Linked DNA regions of Anser cygnoides: region 2 is linked to region 1. A link is a contact called in public Hi-C data. All regions are on one chromosome and are shown on one strand. The core of a region is the stretch at or near the end of the contact, and the rest is flanking DNA. Distances in the headings are between cores, read along the strand shown.

Evidence for each region. Hi-C and Micro-C count contacts between places; a contact is called where the count stands out from the background.
Region 2: a Hi-C map of granulosa cells shows a contact between it and region 1, with 2.2 times the contacts expected there. The contact joins the enhancer-like site here to the promoter of LOC106045318 in region 1. A contact is called at or near these places in 2 of 7 Hi-C or Micro-C datasets (granulosa cells and liver).

What each region holds. Positions count from the first base shown.
Region 1 is chr4:74,367,293-74,370,766 of Taihu_goose_T2T_genome, reverse strand. It overlaps LOC106045318 (radial spoke head protein 6 homolog A-like), which reads left to right and starts at 1,751. Exons shown (of 8, transcript XM_048066449.2): 1 at 1,751-1,966; 2 at 2,051-2,424; 3 at 2,911-3,142. The coding sequence starts at 1,751. It overlaps LOC106045331 (a long non-coding RNA gene), which reads right to left and starts at 1,835. Exons shown (of 9, transcript XR_010831572.1): 1 at 1,709-1,835; 2 at 813-966.
Region 2 is chr4:74,752,222-74,755,750 of Taihu_goose_T2T_genome, reverse strand. The region is part of intron 7 of CXXC4 (CXXC finger protein 4); the gene reads left to right. Among named protein-coding and RNA genes, the nearest start is that of TET2, 43 kb to the left of the region's middle. Within about 2 kb of position 1,865, at least 1 of the 3 cell types and tissues checked has open chromatin away from gene starts, as enhancers often do.

The sequences.
Region 1 (3,474 bases), core at 502-3,001:
GTGTTCAAAATTCAGCAATGAAACTGTACTGCAATGCAACAAATGTTCAGTTCTACATGTGACATTTTATACCACCTCTGGATCTGCGACTGGAAGTCAGCAGACAACAAGATTTCAGTTTAAAAAGTGCTGTTGAAAAAATGTCTTGAATTCATAGTACAAGAGAGACCATCTGCTGTGGTCAGGTATCAACACAAGCCATTAGCATATCTCCCTTGGAAAAACATTAGGAAATACTTTAGTTACTCGTCAGCTAATTAACACATCCTACTGATTGTGTTCGCTACAGTGAGATTCTGCAGTATTATTGTATATTTTCAGTTGCTATTCTTCTTTATTGGTGAGAGATCATGACACCATGTTGATAAAACATCCTTCTGCACTGAGGTACTCTCTGCCCTGAGCCCCTCGTAGATTTAATAATCTATATAATAGTAAAGGCAGAGAGTAACACTGTGGCAAAATACACATGCTCTTAATTTTCTCTTTCTTTGCTAATAGAGGTTGTAAAGATAAAGCACTTGGCCTTTCTTGAGCAGGTGCCTCACAAAACATTACACAAATAATGATAATTTCATACATTTTATATAAATTAATTACTAAACAACAAAGCAAGGTTTTCCTCCAAATAAGAACTACGGAGAGCAAATAAAAAGTAATTCACAAGTACTGTAGCGCCCTCTGCAGTTGATGTGTAAGCTCTGCAAATACATCTGCAAAATTACGACCTTCGGCGCACTCCTTGCAAATACCAGGAAGTCAAAACCTCTTCATGTTGAATCTCAGCAGAATTAACATTTTCATGATATTACCTTACTTTTTGGCATCACAGGGACGTTGTGCAGGAACTTTTAAATTCTTCTTCTAAATGCCTTGCCTATGAAAGGATGTGGAAAGCTGTTTTGTTGTTGCTGCTGTTCCAAGTCAGATTCCTCAGTGGTTCTTCTGGCATTCACTCTCTTGGAACTGGAAAGCAATTTGCAATGCCTCATCAGAATTATTTTTTTCTGGTTACTTCTAAGAAGTATCCAAAATAAGCTGTATTTATAAAAAATTATGTTAATTCATCCATTGATCACAGATTAAGAATATTTTACAGTTCAAACAGCTGCGCTATTTTGTTTTATAACGTTAACAGGGCATTTTGTAGAGATGTGTACAGCTCCAATTTCTTCACTCGGGTACCCTGGCATGGTATTATTTGTCATGTCAAATTTTTAGAAAACATTTGACACTTACTCTTGGGCCGGCCAGCTTTAGACGTTTGTTTAAATGTGCTTGCCTAAAGGCTTACGAAAAAAACAACTACTTGTTTTATAGCCTCCTTGTTGAATACTAGGTACATGGTTAGTCAACTAGTAAGAGTTCTTTACTGACTTGGTCATAAGCAATTAAGAAGATGATGTGAGGTTGAGCATAAGCAACAAAGGACATGATTTACATGAGAAACTTTTTGACATACAGTGAAGGTTTTTAACTTTAACATAACTTCAACCAGTTGTAGTTGGTAGTGCTGTAGCACAACACCTGATGGAGCTGCAAAAGCATGCCCCGCTGCGCTACCACATTTCTGTCAAGCAAATCTTGAGTAACTAAAAAGTCAGCAGGTTCTTCCCTTGTAACACTGAAACTCGTCCTCAAGCATTTTAACATTTGATTACTGGTGGGAGGCGGGAACGCCCCGAACGCTGCCCCCCTCGGAGCCCACCTGTAATGGCGGACTCCAAGCGCCCGCGGGGCGCGGCGGCAAATGGCGGCGGGTGTCCGGCCCTTCCTCAGCACTGCCGCCGGGTCCACCCCTTCCGGGCCCCGCGCCTCTAGCAACGGCGGACGCCTCTGTCGGTCTCTTTCTGAGGAGTCGGGGCCTCGGATGTCAGAAGCGGGAGCAGGTTCCCGGGAACAGCAGGAGGTAGGGTTGGGGGCTGATCAGCCCCAAGAGCTGGGAAGCAGGGTCTCCCAGCAGCAGGTACGCTACTGAGACCCCTACTGACGAGAAAGTGTCGGTCAGGCACCGTATAAATTACTGACCCTGACTCAATATCATCCATAGGGGATGGAACAAGCCTCTTATGAGCACCAGGTACCAGAAGTAAGCTTCAGCCAGAGATATGCAGAGGGACAGGACTCTCACCAGGCGCAGGAGGCAAGCCAAAGCATGAATCAGTCCAAAGCGCTGGGATTTGACCCTTACCAAACACAGGAACCAAGAAGTGCCTATCAGACATACGGAGCAGGACAGGAGCTTTACCAAGCCTATGAAGATGGGCATGGCCCCTATCAGCCACACGAACCCGGTTATGGGCTCTATCAGCCAGGATACAGCCCATATGATGATCAAATACCAGATCCCGAAGCCCGAATGCTGGCAATTCAGAATGCAAAAGCCTACTTGCTGACGAGCAGCACAACATCTGGCCTGAACTTGTAAGTCTGCAAAAGAGACAAGAGTGAAAGGGGTAGGAAGTATTAGTGGAGATGGAAGTAGTGGTGAAAGGGTAAAGGGTTATGCTATCAGGGATAGCAGAGTATAGAAAAGCAGAACATGTTATAAATGCAGTATTTAATCACTATGCTATAATTGTGTGTCTGGCCCCTTTCAATCAAAATTTCAGAGGGAATTTATGGTGTTCAAAGAGACTTCGATTAGATTAAGGCCAGGTTTGAATTCTGCTTTAGCTCCTCGGTCAGATGTGGGATAAACGAAAAATGGAAGATGAGGCTACTCTTAAGTATATTACAAAGAGGCTAGTTTTAAGTCTAATTTTCCAAAATGCTGCATGATCCCTTTTCATCTAACTGTTCCAATTTCTCTGAAGCCCAGGTGATTAGCTTGTACTTTTGATATTAAAAACAATATTCTAAGACTTCTGTAATAGTAGATCAATAATAATACTTATATTTATATGACAGATATGATCATCTTGCTAATACCCTAACAAAGATCCTGGATGAACAGCCCACAAATGTGGTAGACATAATTGAGAATATCAGCAAGGATGTGAAGTGGGCTCAATTTCAGAAAAAAATGGATACTCTTCGAGATGAACCTGCAATGCTTCCAACATTTGAATCTGCAGAAAGGCGTAAAACTTTGTTCCTCAAGGCATATGAAGAAGGAGATGAAGAACTAGAAGAAAAGATAGTGAGTTATTATCAGAGAACAATAGATATCAAATATACTGGAGAGATGGGTGGCAGGAAGGCAAAAGAGAAAAGGTGGAAGTTGTGGTCTCCCCCATAATATTGCCTCTCATGATTGCATGAAATGATTAACAGCCACAGTAGCATGTACCCTCTTCACAGTTAAGTTGGTCCCGTGTCAAGTTGTGAAGAAAACACAGCTGGTTACTTAGTTTGGAATTTAGTTGCTGCAGTAAATCTAGTATCCCGAGCTTTTAAAAGCATAGATGTTCTGGAGATGATAAATAGAAAGGAAAGTTTACAGTATCTCTCATGTGCTCGTTCAACCTGGTA
Region 2 (3,529 bases), core at 616-3,115, 380 kb before region 1:
ATTTGGGTTTAATGGGGAGAAAAGAATAGGCAATCCACCCACTTTAGTTTTTTTGTGGTGCTGTTGAATTCTTTTATTGCTGTTGCTTATAACCACAGACAGAGGCAAGAAAGACTTATCCCGCCTTCCCCTCTCTTCCCTCTCCTTCTGTGCATTGGCTTCTATGCTCTAAAGTACTCATTTATGATGTAGGAGGGACCACGAGTGACTTCTGAAATCTGACGGGTTTCCAGATGCTGAGTTAGAATGCTCCTCATTGCAGGAGGCATACTGTAGTTCAGTAGGCAGCAGGATTACAGGAGGTATATTTACCTTCAAGAATACTCATTTTCCCTATCTAATTATCTCTTCATCTGCTGAGTCAGGAGGAAAATCAAAATCATCTTCTGGTTTAGATTGTGTTTTCTCAGGACTGACACGAGAATTCTGGGTGACATTCTCAAAAGCATTCAATTTAGTCGATCAAGAGACTGTGGCTTTTAGGAGCATCTGTTCCTCGGACGTCTTAGGGACATTAGAAAACAGTACCAATGGTTTGGAATAGGCAGAAGATTGCTGCCTTTATTGCCATCAGTATAGGGTAAGATCGCCATTTATTCTTTCAGATGAGGCTTTGAAAATGATGATTTCATACATTCTAACTGGAAGCCAAGCTGTCGATGAGACGTGTTTCAAAAGAGTAAGAGTTTGCACTAATATTTCCACTATACTTTTTTTATTTGTCTCTCTGCAATATATTTTCCTGACAACCACAAACTACAGCAGAGGAGGAGGAAGGTGGTTTTTGTGTGTGTGTGTGTGTGTGTGTGTAAGGCATTTCATTTATGCTCAGGGCAGCTGGGGTTGTTTTCTTCTTTTCTACAACATTCCAGGGTGATCTTCAAATTCCTATTCCCCATTTGAAAATTGGGTATAAGCAAGAGGCTTTTCTGCTTCATCAGTCTATTCTGCACAGTCTACAAGCGGTTTCAGACAGAGGCTTTCTCTCCTTCCAGAACTATGAACGCTTCCAGTATGCATGCTTTAATGATCTAGAAATACCGTGCTATCGCACTCACTGGCCACTTCTGCTGTGGACCAATTGCACTGTACCCGCAGAGACATGCGCTGCGTGTCTTTTTCTCATCTGGCTCTGTTCCCTCAGCCCGACTTGAGAAAAGCAGACTTTTCTCCATACAGCCCTGTCTGTGAACAACCGCGACAGCCAGTAGCTTGTCTCCTCGTCTCCGGCTGTATGCAGCTCTATCAGCAGTTTGGCCCAGCGTCTAATCCAGCGCAGCCTGAATCTCACCGAAACACAAACCCTATGTGTAGGATAACAGCACAGGTGGAAGCCTTTCGGTTAGTAGCTGGTTTGTAGAATAGTTTGGGATCATTCAGGTTGATAAATGCTGCATGAGGTTAAAGCACTATTGTGCCTCATGCTCGCATAAACTCACGTTTCTCGGCTTTGCTGTGCAAGTTAAGTCACAGCGGATCTGTCTGGAGCACCCATTGAGGCTAAGCAGTGGTGTGTCTTCCACTTCGTTGTTTGATATCAGATGTTTTATTAGGGAATTAAAGTAAAAACTTGACCTAAACAAGGCAGGCCTCCATGCTATTTTTAGCATGTTATGCCATATTCCATGCCCGTATTTCACAGGCTGGTGTGTAGTTAATGATGTGTGTCCTTCCTTACCTTGTTAATTGATGCACGAGCTTTGGGAGGTATGTATCATTATCTAATGTAATCATGCAGAAACGTGAAAACCGGAAAAGGGAGGAAAAGGGGGGAAAAAAAAAAAAAGCCCACATTCCTTGATGTCTTAGCACAGTAGAAGCGTGTGGGGGTTGCCCCAGCAAGTTCAGAGCTGGAATGCCTGACGCTATTGCCGGGCTCCTCAGGCTTTGAACAGCCCGTGGCTCCAAACGCCTCCGTGATCCTGTTTAGAGAAGTCATTTTAAACGTGTCTGCTCCTTCTGCTGCCCCTTGCCCTGGCACCTGGCAAGAGGGCAGAGGAGCCTCTCCCTCCATTTTCTGCTCACTGATCTCCATCTCGCCGTCGTTCGCTTTCAGCTTGGGAGGCAGGTGTTCTGGAGGCCGTAGGCTCCTTTAATCCCTATTAAGAACAGCAGATCACAGTGGCCCCTCTGGCCTTGTTCCCTATGACTATGAAACTAGCTTTAGCTGCACAGAGATTTAATCTTTCTAGTGGAAATGTGGTGTTGGTCAAAGGTCTGTGCTGCATCTTTTAGGACAGTTTCTTAGCTCTGTGAAGTTAATCATGAGGCAGCGGCCGCTCAGAGTCGCAGATTTTGGCAGAAGGCTTCTGCAACAGATTCACCTTCCTGCAGCTCTCCTCTTTTGTGGGGAGAGATCCCACAGAGGAAAGCCCCAAACTCTGCCAGAGGTGGGGAGCGGGCCTCTTGCAGGCTCCTGTTCTCACCACCACCCCTCTGGTGACCGGAGGGAGAGAACGAGTGGCCCTGGGGTGCGTTACGAGCTGCGTGGGGATGATAAGCAGCTCTGCGTCTCTGTTATCTTTAAACCCTAAACCTGTGCAGCCTCTCAGCTGCCTCAGGTCCTCGCTGGGAGCGTAGACAGGGACAAGCCGAGGGGTCTCAGCTACGGACCGCTGTGCCTGTCCCCCCGCCGGGAAGGGCTGGCAGGGAGCCGCCAGTCGCTCCTTCAGCTCTTTCCCCCCCCCCAGGATTTGTGCCTCCATCTTCAGTTAATTTAGATCATACCTAAAGTGCGTCCACAACTACGTTTAAGCAAAAGTGGTTTCCATAGTAACACTGGAGCTTTCCTAAATGCAGTCGATGATGTAAACAACTAAAATGACTGTCACCCCAAATAGTTGTTTATTTCTTCGGTGTAGTTTATTGAGTATTTAAATCTGCTGTAGCACACACAACAGATTTACCACTTCTAAGTATAACTTAGAGGAGCAACACGTTTTTTTCTTATTGCTTCCATTTCAGCTGATCTGTTTCCATGTCAACCGCGCACATTGATAAAGAATTGACATTCTGACTGCATGTGGCGGTACAGGGTACAAGGTGGCAATTAAAATAAATCAATGTTTCTAATGATGCTGATGCTAAAACTGTGCCAAAATCCTGGGATTCCCGTGCACAGTAGCCAGAGACTGCTGCTTCAGTCTGCAGAGAGCTAGGCAGGAATTCTCAAGGGAACAGAGTTTCTTTGCAGGGTTTTCAAGCCTCCTTGCTTACAGATGCAGAAGTACAGGGAAAGCAAACTCACTCTGTCTTTTTTTTTTTGCACTCACACACAGAAAAACGCACCTAGCACTGTGTGTTTGTGTGCACATGTGTGTTTGCTTTGGCTCATCCACTTCTAATCTAGGTGAGGTCTAGAAATGCATAAAGCATGTGTTAGAAAATAGATCTCAATTCTTGGACTAAAAACCTGTTTTGAGTCAAGTTTCTGGTAAAAAAAAAAAAAAAAAAAAGTGGAGCAGGAGGACTTAATTACAACCTCCCCCCCAGTTTCCTTGTAATGAATAAATATATATTGAAATTGCTG